Linked DNA regions of Mus musculus: regions 1, 2, 4 and 5 are each linked to region 3. Evidence: chromatin contacts called from public promoter capture Hi-C data. All regions are on one chromosome and are shown on one strand. The core of a region is the stretch at or near the end of the contact, and the rest is flanking DNA. Distances in the headings are between cores, read along the strand shown. Region 1 holds the start of Cntd1 (cyclin N-terminal domain containing 1). Region 2 holds the start of Stat3 (signal transducer and activator of transcription 3). Region 3 holds the start of Casc3 (cancer susceptibility candidate 3). Region 4 holds the start of Ezh1 (enhancer of zeste 1 polycomb repressive complex 2 subunit). Region 5 holds the start of Rdm1 (RAD52 motif 1).

Region 1 (2,927 bases), core at 281-2,780, 2.5 Mb after region 3:
TCCTTGCTCATCCTTCACCTACCAAGCTAGAGACAGGAAAAGGCCCGTGCCATTAAGAGTCTGTTCTTGAAGGCAGAGAACAGAAGAGTGACCTTCTTCTACCCCCTAAGACCTGGGTCAGTCTCAAACAGTCCAGTAATCTCTCCCTTAAATCAGGTGGAAAGATCTCACGGAAAAAGTAATTCTAGTTAAACATTTACAGCTCCCTGGGGCAATGCCACCGCTGCAGCTAGTGCCAGGGAGCTTTCCAGCGTGAAGTGCCATATGTCTCTCTGCCCCCACACACTAGCTTGGCTTCGGGAGACATGACTCATTTTATTACTTTAACTTGACCCTATCTTTCCCACTTTAAGGTTCCAACGCTGCAGTTAAGCCACACCCTCCCCCTTAAGAGTCGGGGCCCCTGGGAGGTGAAGGGGTAAACCACAAAGTTTGGGTAAAGGCAAGGTTGCATACCTCTCAAACAAGGAAATAAAAAGGGCTGAGTAACTGGACAAACTGCACGTGAAGTGAGCAATCCCCCCCTTGGCAGCGGCCAAATGCATAGTCTCTGGCTTCTTGGGCTCAATCACACAGTCCGACGTTAGTGTGCCAGTGATGCTGTAAGACCACCAGGCATCATTCAACATATACAGGGGATCCAGCAGTTTGAAGATGGTCCATACAGTTAGGGTCCCGAAGCTCGCTCTCTCTCAAGAGCACGGGCTCGGGCAGCTTTGGCTTCATCTTCCAGCTCATCAAGGAAACGCTCTTGGGCCACCGAGTAGAAGGTGTAACCATCTGACGGAGTGGGTTCAGGAAACCACAAAGCACATGGGCATTCCTTTCGTCTAGCCACCCTTGCTGTTTTCCCAAATTAATGATTTTGGATTGCCACCCTTTTGCTCCTTTTGAACCCTTAACCAATTGTTATTACTAAGCCAATACGCGCTGCGTATATATAGTAAGATTAGGCATGAACCTCATTTGCCCGCACATTAAAAGCTACACGTCTTGTTCCCTTTTCCCTAACCCCATATGCGGTATAGCCAGGACGGATACAAATAGCTAACACCAGGGCCCCGATGCCCAGGCCGGTCATGATGTTCCGGGTCCGCCGCTGTGGCAGTGTTTTCTGCCACTGGGCAAGTTGCACCTGCCGCATAAACTGCAACTGCGCTGGGGTCAATTTCTCCCGCGACGGGTCGATGCGCTGAGCGAATGGAGCATTTCCATTCTTAGCATTCAGAGGGTCACCAGCTCCAGGGGCCGCCATGTTGCTGCTCCGCCCTAAGCCGTCAAGCCCGGAACTCGCCAGGAATTGTAGTCTTTGACTTCAGCAAGGAACTCTGGGAGCTGTAGTCCACGTGGAGTTTTCTGGGTAGAGGCAGGGTCTCTCCGCCCTAGAGGAGGGACAGGAAAGGTGAAAAGCGCCCTGCTTTCTGATTGGCTGAGCTCTCTGTGTCAGTTGGGGCGCGAAAAGCTGTTGACCGTTCGAAGCCGTGGTGGACATTATGTTTTTTCTCAGATTCGAAGCGAGGGCAAACATATAGAAAGGGAAGGAAGAATCCAAGGTGTGGCAGAAGATTCTGGAAATAAGCTAAGGAGGCCAGTTTATGGATCCCGTAAACTGTCCAAGTACTCCGAAAGACTTATGAATATGGAAGGACCCTTGAGGCCCAGGCTGGTGAACTGTAGTGACTTTCAGTTCGGAGTGGTTACCACAGAGACTATCGAAAACGCCCTGCTTCACTTGGCCCAGCAGAACGAGCAAGCCGTGAAGGAGGCTGCGGGACGGACGGGCAGCTTCAGGGAGACCCGGATCGTGGGTGTGGATGCAGAGTGGGGAGTCAGGTTTACGGGAGGCAGGGGAGCGTTGATCTTTGTTTTTCACTCAAATATTTTGCTAGTACTCTTGTTGTGCGAGGTCGTGGGGCTTATAAGCGATGAACGAGGCTTACTAGCACTCTTTTTTTTATTTCTTAACCCCCACTTCCCTGCACCACTCCCCACGTGCCTTTTTTTATTTTTATTTTTAAAGACAAAGTCTCACTGTGGAGTCATGACCTGGAACACTCTCTGTAGCTTAGGCTGGCCTGGAATTGACAGATGTTCTGACTCCCAGATGCTGGGATTAAAAGCACACGGCATCATGGGGAGTCCCCCCCCTTTTAAAATTAATGTATGTCTGTATGAGGGTATCCAATCACCTGAAACTGAGGTTATAGACAGCTGTGAGCTGCCATATGGGTGCTGGGAATTGAACCCTGGTCCTCTAGAAGGGTAGCCAGTGCTTCTAACTGCTTGAGCCATCTCTCCACCACCAGCCCCCTTTACTCTTCTTTCCATAAACGTGTTTAGAGTGCTTATCATTTACATTGCCTGGTATAGAAAGAGGGAACTGCAATCTAGCCATTGCTCTCAAACTATGTAGTCTTTAGGTGGGAATTGTTAACATATGAGCAAGTGGATACAAATAACGGTTAGAGTGATTGACACAGAGAATACAAGCTACTATGAGAATTTAAAGGAGTGGTAAGATGAGGTCCAGGGATTGAATGATACCATGAATAAAACTTGGGAAAACAAGAGGGAGGCTGGGAGCGGAGGGTTTAGTTGTCCAGGTTGACCAGAGCATATGGAGAAGCAATAGAGAGTAAGGCCAGGAAAGTAGTTTGGAGACATTCCAAGCAGAGGTCTGAATGTCTGTCAGGGGAGAGAACTTTATACTTGTTTTAGCAGGAAAAAAGAAGAATTGAGAATTATAGGCAGTTGTGAGCCACCTGATGTGGGTGCTGGGAATTGAACCCAGGTTTTCTGGAAGACCTGCCAGTGCTCTTAACTGCTAAGCCATCTCTGCTGAGCGAAGCCACTGAAATGTAAATGAGGGGGCCAATGTGGCTGTCATTTTCCCCCTGGTAAAAATGATTTTGTATGTGGTCTAAAGG
Region 2 (2,755 bases), core at 171-2,670, 2.1 Mb after region 3:
TGAATAAGCACTGACAGTACCCATACACACATCAATTGATACAACCGAGGGATGTGGACCAGGTATGAAAAAAGTGACTTGAGCAACAGTCTGGATTTTGCCAACTTACCAATTTATAGCCACACACCCCCCAACAGGTAAAGTTTACACACAGAACTCAGCCAAGGCCAGCCTGTCTTTGTTTCCCTAGCTTCTGCTTTTACACAAGAGCTTGGCTATGAGACAGAAAACTCCCACTCTTGATTGGCTCACCCTGGCCTGTGCAATTAAGCAACACCACGATCCAGTAAATGCAATGGCTCAATTATTTATCGTCTCGTCGAGTTTACCAGGTGTTTATGAGAGAACAATGTCAAAGAGGAAAGAGGTTTGTTGCTCTTTAGAGCTGGTTTGGCCAGGGATTTATTTTGAATTGGGAAAAAAAAAAGTGTTCTTAACAAGGTGGGGGAAATCATAGCTTAACACAGAAAGAGATGGGAGAGAATTTAGAAAGGATACAAGTTTGTCAATTTTCTATAGGAAATCTGATTCTTAAGAAAAAAATCTAGCCAGTCCCAGAGGCTGGGGGGGGGGGGGGAGGGGGAGGGGGAGGGGCGGAGAGGCAGGAGGAGAGACACAACAGTTCCCACCTCCTAAGTGGGTACAGCTGACTACAGAAGGAACGGGAGCAAGGCAAAGAAAGTGGCTAGGCAAGGAACGGCCAGGCCCAGCACAGGGGCAGGAAGGAGGCTCCTTCTAACGCCTCCACCCCAATGATCTCCACCTGAGTGGCAGTGGCTCTGGTGGCCCGAACGTCCCTAGCCTCCGGGAGCAGTCACAGGAGGGCCGCTTCTGTCAGTTCTGTTACCCTCAGCCTAGAATGTCCTCCCCCCCACGGTCCTACACCCCCCAGAACTCCCCACTCTCTCTCCGCATCTCCCCCTCGAAACTTACAGCGTCCCTTCCTTTCCCAGGCTGGTTCCTGTCATCCGGACGTCAGTGCCGCCGGGACGACCCTGTGTGTCTCCTCCTATCCTCCTGCCCCATGTAAGTGTCCATTCACAGCTCTAAGCACCCCCACAGCTGACGAACCGTGGGGTCCCCCATGCCGTCCCCCGTGCCGTCGGGGAGGTGGCCCCACCCTGCACCCCCTTCACCTGTCTCCGGGGCTGAGGCCCGACTGGCCGGCCTGCGCTGACTCCAGGCGCGAGCTGCTGGGCTCCCGAGGGCCGCCTGGCCTCTCCTAGCCGACGCGGTCAGGCGACACCGAGCGGGGTTGTACCTCAGCGATCCGGTTAGGGCTCGTTCCCTCCGCCGCGACGTCGGAACCCCAGGTTCCCCCTCCCTGTCTACACTGCAGCTCCGGAAACCGCTGAATTACAGCCCCTCCAGCCAATCCCCACCCAGCCGCCACTGGCCAAGACACGCCTCCATGCATAATTAAGGAATGGCCAGCTGGCTAGGCCACCCTGAGGCCTCCGGGCGAGCGCTGTACTTCCTAAGCCCCGCCCACTAACCAATGAAAAACGCCTCTAGGAGAGAAGGCGGGGTCGAGAGCTCTGGGCACACCTCCCTGAGTTGGCTGTTCTGAGAGCTTTGTGCTCCTCCCTCCGCGACCAAGGGACGCGCAGAGGCCTAGCTTACAAAAAAGCCCGGGGGGAGGGAGGAGACATTAGCGGAATGTCCTGCTGAAAACTCAGCTGAGTTCCTGGCAGTGCGTGACGTCAAGACACTTTAAATGCCCTGATACGGCTCGCTTCTGCCCGCTCTCCCTTTTCCCGGCCCTTGGCACCACGTGGGGGCGAGTTTGTGAGCTCCTTACCACGTGGGAATCAGCCACTTAGGCGGTCCCCAGGTGTCACCCCACTTAAGCATTTGGGTTTGTGGAGACATCAAAAAAGAACATGGGCAACTCCTGGCTGCTCTGAACTTCAGTTCTGCGTGATTATGGGCATACACCCGGAAATATGACGTGGAAATAGAGTAATTACTAGATTGCGTGGGGGAGAATAGTGGCTATAACCCGGTTCTCTGTTCCACCATTTCAAACCTGAATCTCAACAGCAAGGCTGATTGGTCAGCTCACAGAAATGCAGAGAGCCTATGCATGACAGCTGACACGAATACACAGTACTTGCCATTTCCACGTGTGTCTGAGTTCTTTTTTTTTTAAACTGTTATACTGGGTCTTGAAATTCTGAAAGATAGTTTTGACCAACTTGTTTCCATTAAAAGGTACTTATTTTAGGAGCTAGAGGGATGCCTAAGTTAAGGGGACTGCCAGGCTGATCCTGGTAAAAATTCAAGTTCAAGTTCCAGCATCCCACAAGATGGCTCTTAGCCATTTGTAACTCCACTCTGGGGTCTGGGGGGGGGGGGGGGATCTGAAGCCCTCCTCAGGCCTCTGCCCGCAGCAAAGACACACACCTTGTGCAGAAAAACGTGCAGACAAAATTAAATCACTTTTAATTAGGCACTTAATTTTAAGAACTGAAGCTAACACACACAGAGAGAAAGCCCATAAAATATTCTGATGATTTTAGGATTCATTGTTAACATTAACTAGTCTTTCACCATTAAACTTAAATGTCCAATTGAGACAAACCAGTTCTTCCACACTTTCCCACTACTGCTTAACTAGAGTGGCAGGAGTTAGGAGTAACATCCATTTAGTCTTTTGGGGGGGGTCTTGACGCTCTTGAAATTATCTGACCTATTTCACGTCTTGTATGTTGGGAGTACAGATTTTACTGAGTTGGAATCAGCAGTTCATGGT
Region 3 (2,700 bases), core at 171-2,670:
CCCAAGCACCCACACAGCCAGGAGAGCCCCAGGTTCAAGATCAGCCTAGCTTCCATGAGACCCTGTCTCAAAAAACAAAAGAAAGTAGGATCCAGAGCAGGATTACAGGTATTGTCCCCTCATAGCCTGCATCTGGGGAGGCTGAAGCTGGTGGGTCCCGAGTGATGAAAAGGCTAGCTTGAGGTCATAGATTTTCTTAAAAAAAAAAAAAAAAAAGAAAAAAGAAAAAAAACATCCCAAGCTGGATTCCGACCAAACAACTAAAGGACAAAGTGGCATGCTATCCTTGTCCTTATTTAGACACTCAACTTGGCAGTCTTGCTGCACCATTTTAGATTGTGATGGATAAGATTCTTATGCCTTTCACACTTATTAAATCATGCATCCTCCATTTTGAGTTCAGGCAGTTGTTTCTGGAGCTGAACTCCATGATACATTTGGCCACCTGTCACCAGTTGAATCAGTCCCTGCAGACAGTCATGATTCCTTGGAGTCTCATACTGTTTATAGATCTGGTAAGCAGTGGGGACCTTTAGCTATTTATGAAAACAGCTCAGAGTCCTCTTAACTCATCTATTTGATGTATATTAACAATATGCAGTAATAAATTAGCTTACAAACTATATGTTGCTGCAAGGTAGTTGTGCTGAGTTTTCTTTCACTGCTGATAAATGCATACCCAAAGCATTCTCTGTAGAGTAACAATGCACCAGGATTTGAAACTAATACCTCGAGACATTGAAGGGGCAGAGAGGGTCCAAAACTAGCCTCTTAACTAGTCAAGGGTGATCCAGCTCTGATGTTTTAAAAGCATAGTAAGACTAGTGTCCTTCCAACCTTCAGTTCTCAAAATGAGATAACTAGGTTAGGAAGACACATGGAGAAAGGAGATTTTGAATACACCCAGGAAACACCGCAATACTAAGTTCTGTCCCCACTGCAGTTTCTCCTTTCCCCTAAATTTAGACTGAGGTGAAGAGCTGGCAACTGACGCAGGACTAAAGGCTTTTTCACCTGGACTCGTGATTTTTAACCATGCGAAGGAATACAGTAAAATGTTCTGTATAGAATTCAGGGGAAAGCGAGCAATGGAAAACGAAAATCATGCAATTGCTCCAACGTCGCACTGGAGCTAGAAGAGCTCGAAACCCTCCCCAAGGAAAGTCCAAGATGGCCGAGCTAAGAACCCGAAGAGGATGCAATAGCCCCGCTCCCAGGCGCCCTCCGCCCGCCGGGGCTAGGGGTGTGGGGGTGTGGGGAAATAAAGCGCTAGGCCACGCCTCCTTACATCACCGACAGACGTCATCTCGCTCTCCAGAAAACGTGCCGCAGGGTGCAGGCCCCGCCCCGCGGAAAGAAGGGCGGCCCTCCCTGGACGTGAAGCACGCTGGGACTCCGGAGTCTCGAGCTTCCCGGCAGCCTCCGCGGCGGGCGTGGTGCGTAAGGAGCTGACCAGCGGTGGCCGTTCTCCGTAAGATGGCGGACCGGCGGCGGCAGCGCGCTTCCCAGGACACGGAGGACGAGGAATCCGGGGCTTCGGGTTCCGACAGCGGCTCTCCGGCGCGGGGCGGCGGCAGCTGCAGCGGGAGCGTCGGAGGCGGCGGCAGTGGCTCGCTGCCTTCTCAGCGCGGCGGCCGCGGCGGGGGCCTTCACCTGCGGCGGGTGGAGAGCGGGGGCGCCAAGAGCGCCGAGGAGTCTGAGTGTGTGAGTGAGCGGCGGGCGGTCCAGGGCGGCGACCCGGCAGGGGGCGGGCTGGAGATGCTGTGAGATGCCGGGCCTCCTCTTAGAGGGAAAGAAAGGTTGTCCCGCTGCGAATCTGCATCCACCCAGAGCCCCGGGGAAGGAGGACTGGGTGGTTTCTGAGCTCAGGGCGTGCAATGTTTACACGGAAACTGGGGCTGGGATGTAGAGAACCGCCATTCTCGATGTGACTTCTGAAGATTTATCTTGCCCCATATTCCTACCCAACCATCTGTGTTGATTCTTCAGTCGTCCCTCACGGTTATCTGCGGGTGGGCTCCCCGCGTCTGGAAATCACCAACTCTAACCTGTGTGATCTTCTTCCTCCCAGGAGAGTGAAGATGGCATGGAAGGAGATGGTGAGTAATTTTACTTTATCTTGAATTCTTGTGGATGTAAATTAAGGCCATGTATATCTTACACTGGGTCTTTCTCGGTTTGTTAGGGGTTTTTGGAGAGCGTTCCCCGGGAGTGGCGTTTGTGTCATGGTGATGATGAGCATGCTTGTTTGGTTTGGTTCCTTTTTGGAAGGTGACAGATTGAGTGCACTGTGGTGACTTAGAATAACACCTGACAACAGCATAGTTTTTCGTCAGTGTGGTCCCAAAGTTCTCCATCTGTCAACAGAAACTATAATTTTATCTGCCCCAGAAAGTTGCTGCGTCCACAAATTAAGTGAGGATGTTTGCCTGGCCCAAAACGAACTGTCAGAAATGTAGTAACAAACGTTTATGTTATTACATATCACATAATTTGTCTTTTCCTTTCAGCTGTTCTTTCCGATTATGAAAGTGCAGAAGATTCAGAAGTGAGTGTGATAGATTCTTTTTCCTTATGGCGTAAGTCAGAAAATGTCTCTTTAAAAAAACCTCTAGCTGTGTGGTACAAAAATTCCCTGACTTGCTTCTCTTATACATTCTTCTCGTGTGCTTTTAAAAGTCTGTTAGAAGTCTGGTGATG
Region 4 (2,918 bases), core at 86-2,585, 2.4 Mb after region 3:
TACCCCAAAAGTCTCTACATTTTCAATGTCCTCCCTGTACATATCCAATTCTTTGTGATCCTTGGCTCTGTTTCCCAAGGCATAGGTTCCATACTTTGGCTAATCAGTTTACCCACACCTCCAACACTAACCTCCATCTAATCTATTTCCATTCTCTTCCTTGTGCCCCACCACCTACATCATCTCAGTGGTCACTTTGACCAAAGTAAGCTCGTCCCACATGGTGAAAAGCCTGCTCAGCGGTTAAGAACACTTGTTGCTCTTGCAAACAACAAGGACTGGCTCAGTTCCCTGCTCCCACATGGTGGTATGTAAGCATCCTTAACTCTAGTACCAAGGGATTCGATGTCCCTGGAACCATCCATACATAGAGTGCACACACATTAAAAACAAACAAACAAACAACAACAACAACAACAAAAACCCAAACAACTAAATCTTAACAATTCTCGCCAGGCGTGGTGGTGCACTCCTTTAATCCCAGCACTGGGAGTCAGAGGCAGGCGGATTTCTGAGTTCGAGGCCAGCCTGGTCTACAGAGTGAGTTCCAGGACAGTCAGGCTACACAGAGAAACCCTGTCTCGAAACACGCCCCCAAAAAAAATTCTCTTAAAGCTTTGTCTCACATCTACTTCCTGACAAGTTATGTCCCAAATATAGCACCTTCCCTTTTACTTCGGGATGCGTTCATTTACATATCGTTTCTGGGAATTCTGGGGACGGGAGAGACAGTCACAGTTTGAAGACAAATCCTCACTCAAACCCGGAACTAAAGTGAGGCGAGTTAGACCAGCGACAAGGTCCGGGAGCAAAATGTTGAGGAGGTGCCGCGCGACCCCGGGAATCTCGACCCTGACACTTGGGCGTCTTAAGAACCTCTCACACTTGGCGGGCATCTCGGCCTGGCCACCCCTTCCTCAACATCACTCAAAGCCTCTGCGAGCCCGAGCCACCCGGGCCTCTGGCCCTCCCGCTTACAAGAGTCAGGGTCCCCTGGCAGACGCCAAGGCCCACCCACGTTGGCACGGGCCACCAGCCGGGTCCGCCCCCGCCGCGCCCCCTCCGCCACGCGGCCCCCCGCAGCTCGCACGCGCTGTCGCCCCGGGTCCCACCACACTCGGGACGACAGGCTTCGCGCTACCCCGGGTCAGGCAATGGTGTGGCCCTCAGTTTCCTCATTTCTTCGCCTCCCCAGCCCTGAGGTTCAAGCGTCACGCCAAGCCCAGGCCCGGCCCCACCGCCCAGCCCCGTCTTGTTTACTCACTCACCCTCCATCCTGAGACGCAGCCACCCGCCACTAGGACGCCTGCGCGCTACGGCCACGCCCCTGCGCCGCGGCCACGCCCCGCGCCTCCCCTCCGTGCGCGTGCGCACTCTGAGGGTGGATCACCTGGGCTGCGGTCTTCGCAGGTGTGTGTTTTCGCTAAGGTGATGTAGCTCTAGTCCGACACTTTCCTAGGTGGCGCTGTCAGAGAAAAGTCATCCTGGAGCCACAGATCTCTTCTTGAAGACTTTATTCAGCAGCGCACCATTGCCAACCGTGTTTAGACAACTTACAAGTCAAATTTTGGAAGACAGCCTGCCTCTGCCTCCCAAGTGCTGGGATCAAAGGTGTGCGCCACCACGCCCGGCTTGAGAATATTGTTTTAATATTTATTTATTTATTTATTATATGTAAGTACACTGTAGCTGTCTTCAGACACCCCAGAAGAGGGCATCAGATATCATTACGGATGGTTGTGAGCCATCATGTGGTTGCTGGGATTTGAACTCACGACCTTCAGAAAAGCAGTCGGCGCTCTTAACCGCTGAGCCATCTCTCCAGCCCTCGAGAATATTTTTTAAACCTCTCCACAAGATACTTAATATTACAAAAAGGGAATAGTAACTATAGAGGCAAGAAATATCCATCATCAGAAACGAACAGGTTCTTTTTTTCAAAATATTTTATTATTTATTTATTTGCGTATGTGTGTTTTAATACATGCTATGGTGGTTTTTGGTTTTGGTTTTTTGTTTTTTTGGGGGGGGTGGTTTTTCGTTTTCGTTTTGTTTTTGTTTTTTTCGAGACAGGGTTTCTCTGTGTAGCACTGGCTGTCCTGGAACTCATTTTGTAGACCAGGCTGGCCTCAAACTCGGAAATCTGCCTGCCTCTGCCTCCCAAGTGCTGGGATTAAAGGCATGCACCACCACTCCCCGGACTTTTAGTTATTTTTTAACGATGCATTTGTTTGTTTTAGTGTGTGTGTGTGTGTGTGTGTGTGTGTGTGTGTGTGTGCCTGGGTGTATGTATCTGTACCATGTGTTTGTGGGCATACTTGGAGGCCAAAAGAGGCCATCAGATCCCCTGGGACTGGAGTTGCTAACCGTAGTGAGGTACCATGTAGGTGCTGAAGATCAAATCTTGGTCCTTTTTAAAGTCGCCTTTGTTCTTATCCACTGTACCATCTCTCCAGCCTCCACTATTCTTTTCCTTTTATCAAAAACTTTGGAGGTAGGTATAGTGGTGGCACACATCTTTAATCCCAGCACTTTGGAGGCAGAGGCAGAGGCAGGTGTCTGCAGAAAAGGGACTGAGGTGCATATTTTACATATCAAAGTGGACCTGGCCTCCAAGTTCTCCCAGCAACCCTTCAGTTCCTACCTGGCATACCCTGCCCCCAACCCTGAACTTTCCAGCCCAGGGGCTGGGCTGCTGTTTCTCCAGAGAGGTTCTTCCCTGTATAATCCAGACATTTCTCATGCTGGCGCTATCCGGCTCTGCTCGCGCGCTCAATCTCTCTCTCTCTCTCTCTCTCTCTCTCTCTCTCTCTCTCTCTCCTCCCTCCCTTTCTCTTTTCCTTTCTCTCTTTCCCTCTTCCTCCCTAGCCCCACTTCCCCATGGCAACTCCCCTAGCCACAATCCTTGAGGGCAGAGA
Region 5 (2,719 bases), core at 20-2,519, 2.8 Mb after region 3:
TGGGGGAAGAGAGGGGAGGGAGGGCTTGGAGAAGGGGTTGAGGTAGATGAACAGATAGGCAGACAGAGGGGAACAGAGTCACGAGGGCAGAGAAAGCAGGGGACAGAGAAGGAGAGAATGGGGGCTGGGGCCAGAGACCGCAAGGAACACGTGGGAACAGAGAGAGCTGGAGTGGTGAAGCAGTCGTTATCACCACACCTGAAGAAGCACCATAAGCTGGTTGCTTGATCCTAGGGAGGAGCCTAGCGGAATCGCCTGTAAACTAATAAATTAAGCAGAAAATCGAAAGGCCCCTTTTCCTCAAGGACCTTTTGTTGTGGGTGTGGTCTGAAAGACTGCGAAGAAGAACCTGGTTGTATCGCAGGGAAAGGTCAATACGTCCCCTCTGCGCCCCGGTTGCGCTCTACAGCGCAGAAGCGGAAAAAGCAGTCCAGGTTCGAGCTTTCGGCGCGCTTGGGCGGGGCATGCAAATAACTGCTCTGTGGAACTCTGGGAGCAAAAACAAAAAACTGCAACCAAAACTTCTCGGCCTCCTTGAATCTTACAGGCTTTTCGTGGCGTAAAGGTGGTGTACTCAATGAAGAGGAGAGTCTGTGTTGGCTGCATGTTTGAGTCGGTTGGTTGGTGACTGTGAATTAAAGGTGTGGTCGGTGTTGAGTGTATGGGGCGTGTGGGCGTAGTTCGGTATCGCTTCTCGGCCTTTTGGCTAAGATCAAGTGTAGTATCTGTTCTTATCAGTTTAATATCTGATACGTCCTCTATCCGAGGACAATATATTAAATGGATTTTTGGAAGTAGGAGTTGGAATAGGAGCTTGCTCCGTCCACTCCACGCATCGACCTGGTATTGCAGTACCTCCAGGAACGGTGCACCCCCTCTGGGGAGTAAAGTTGGTTTTAAAGTCAGAGCATGGTGATTGTAGGGCAGTCCAGCTTTTTAAATATGTCTGTGTTTTCTTCTTCTTAACTTTCGTTAGTTTGTATCCTGATTGGGTTGTGTACACGATAACTGAGTTCTCGTTTGCGCCAGAGCTGGAGAGATGGCTTAGTGGTTAAGAGTACCGACTGCTTTTCCAAAGGCCCTGTGTTCAGGTCCCAGCAACCACATAAATAAATAAATCTTAGGAAAAAAAAAAAGAAAAAAGAGTGTAGCACTGGAGCTAATGTGGGGTGGAAACATTTTAAATATGTGCTTTGTGGGAAGTTTTAAGGAAATCGTTAAGCTCCGCCCTTTACTTGTGAGGGTTTAAATTTCGCGGTAGTAGCTTGCGCAGGCGCACTGGCTTTACCATGGCGGAGTTGATCTCTTTCGTAGTTCCCACCCAGAGCGACAAAGTTTTGTTGGTGTGGGATCTGAGCACTGGGCCCCCAGCCGAAGCCTTAAGTGTGAGGGGCTGCGCGGAGAGGGCAGGGGAAGGGAGTGGGGGGACAGGAGGCGTGGGCCCCGCGTGGGCGCAGAGGAACGGGGAGCCAGCGAGGGCTTGTCTCCTCCTTAGATGAAGCCCCAGTGAAGGGAGTGCTTCCAGCGGAGAAGGGCGGGATCTGGGCTTGAAGTGAGGTAGGGGGTCAGCACTCACTGGTGGGCCTCCCACAGCATTCTCTGTTCACAGTGTTCTCTCAGTTTGGCCTTCTGTATTCAGTCCGAGTCTTCCCGAACGCTGCAGTGGCTCGTCCTGGTTTCTACGCCATCATCAAGTTTTACTCCTCGCGGGACGCACAGAGAGCCCAGAAGGCTTGCGATGGGAAACCCCTTTTTCAGACATCACCAGTGAAGGTGTGTGCAAATGCAGGCTTCAGGATAACGTTCCGAGTTCTGCAGTGAGTAGCTAGAGACTCTGTGGTGCCCTGATTCACCCGGTGCTTCCAGATGCGTTTTCACTGATCCTCTGGCCTCAGGTATCCTAGGTGATGGTTAGGTGATAAAAGGTTCATCATGAGAGTAATTGTGGTCAAACCCAAGAGTTCCAATGAAAATCCCATGTCGTATGTTACATTTACATTTATTATTTACATTATTTATAAACATTTTCTATTTTATTTGGACTTAAAATGTGTTTGACCAACTGCCAGTTTTAATATAATGGATGCTTTATTGTCATCACTGTAAAATAGAACTTCCTTCAGGTTCCAGAGGTGGGGAAAGCATCCTTTAGTACATTGTAGCCTTCATTCCATATTAACATAGAACCCGTTCCCCCAGAGCCTCAGCACATCTCACCATGTTTCTCAATTCCACCACCTGTCCTTTCAATTTCTGATTGGCCACTTTTGATGTATCAACCTGCTGCTGACCCAGCTTCTTATTCTTATCCATATTGCTTTTTTTTTTTTTTTTTAAGATTTATTTATTATATGTAAGTACACTGTAGCTGTCTTCAGACACTCCAGAAGAGGGCGTCAGATCTTGTTACAGATGGTTGTGAGCCACCATGTGGTTGCTGGGATTTGAACTCTGGACCTTCGGAAGAGCAGTCGGGTGCTCTTACCCACTGAGCCATCTCACCAGCCCCCATATTGCTTTTCTTTTCTTCTCCCTTGAACCTTGATTAAATCTGAGAACTGCAGTTAGTAGTGACCCCAAGTGAATTTTCTCTACGTCCATACATGATGCAAGACCTTTTTCTATCTTAGATCACCCACTTCCAGGTCCTGAGGTGATTTGCTTGCCAGTCATTCTTTAAGGAATTTGATTGGTATGTTTCTAACCTATGGCCACATCT

What was found. Promoter capture Hi-C pulls out the DNA fragments that hold promoters and counts their contacts.
Region 1: a contact with region 3 is called in a promoter capture Hi-C map of hippocampal neurons, with 4 times the contacts expected there. The contact joins the promoter of Cntd1 here to the promoter of Casc3 in region 3. A contact is called at or near these places in 2 of 39 promoter capture datasets (hippocampal neurons and liver).
Region 2: a contact with region 3 is called in a promoter capture Hi-C map of hippocampal neurons, with 6 times the contacts expected there. The contact joins the promoter of Stat3 here to the promoter of Casc3 in region 3.
Region 4: a contact with region 3 is called in a promoter capture Hi-C map of liver, with 2.3 times the contacts expected there. The contact joins the promoter of Ezh1 here to the promoter of Casc3 in region 3. A contact is called at or near these places in 2 of 39 promoter capture datasets (embryonic stem cells and liver).
Region 5: a contact with region 3 is called in a promoter capture Hi-C map of pre-B cells, with 2.6 times the contacts expected there. The contact joins the promoter of Rdm1 here to the promoter of Casc3 in region 3. A contact is called at or near these places in 2 of 39 promoter capture datasets (cranial neural crest and pre-B cells).

Annotation. Positions count from the first base shown.
Region 1 is chr11:101,277,673-101,280,599 of GRCm38.p6, forward strand. It overlaps Cntd1 (cyclin N-terminal domain containing 1), which reads left to right and starts at 1,531. Exons shown (of 7, transcript NM_026562.2): 1 at 1,531-1,808. The coding sequence starts at 1,634. Coa3 (cytochrome C oxidase assembly factor 3) reads right to left here and starts at 1,276. Exons shown (of 2, transcript NM_026618.2): 1 at 1,042-1,276; 2 at 298-780. The coding sequence starts at 1,255. The coding sequence ends at 668.
Region 2 is chr11:100,938,120-100,940,874 of GRCm38.p6, forward strand. Stat3 (signal transducer and activator of transcription 3) reads right to left here and starts at 1,421. Exons shown (of 24, transcript NM_213659.3): 1 at 1,137-1,421. It overlaps Gm46295 (a long non-coding RNA gene), which reads left to right and starts at 219. Exons shown (of 2, transcript XR_001780333.2): 1 at 219-367; 2 at 954-2,123.
Region 3 is chr11:98,808,388-98,811,087 of GRCm38.p6, forward strand. It overlaps Casc3 (cancer susceptibility candidate 3), which reads left to right and starts at 1,421. Exons shown (of 14, transcript NM_138660.2): 1 at 1,421-1,704; 2 at 2,072-2,099; 3 at 2,511-2,548. The coding sequence starts at 1,477. It overlaps Gm12359 (predicted gene 12359), which reads right to left and starts at 1,702. Exons shown (of 3, transcript NR_033551.1): 1 at 1,289-1,702.
Region 4 is chr11:101,225,128-101,228,045 of GRCm38.p6, forward strand. Ezh1 (enhancer of zeste 1 polycomb repressive complex 2 subunit) reads right to left here and starts at 1,336. Exons shown (of 21, transcript NM_007970.3): 1 at 1,269-1,336.
Region 5 is chr11:101,626,680-101,629,398 of GRCm38.p6, forward strand. Rdm1 (RAD52 motif 1) reads left to right here and starts at 1,270. Exons shown (of 7, transcript NM_025654.2): 1 at 1,270-1,385; 2 at 1,594-1,773. The coding sequence starts at 1,290. LOC115487916 (a small nuclear RNA gene) reads left to right here and starts at 687; the gene lies at 687-877.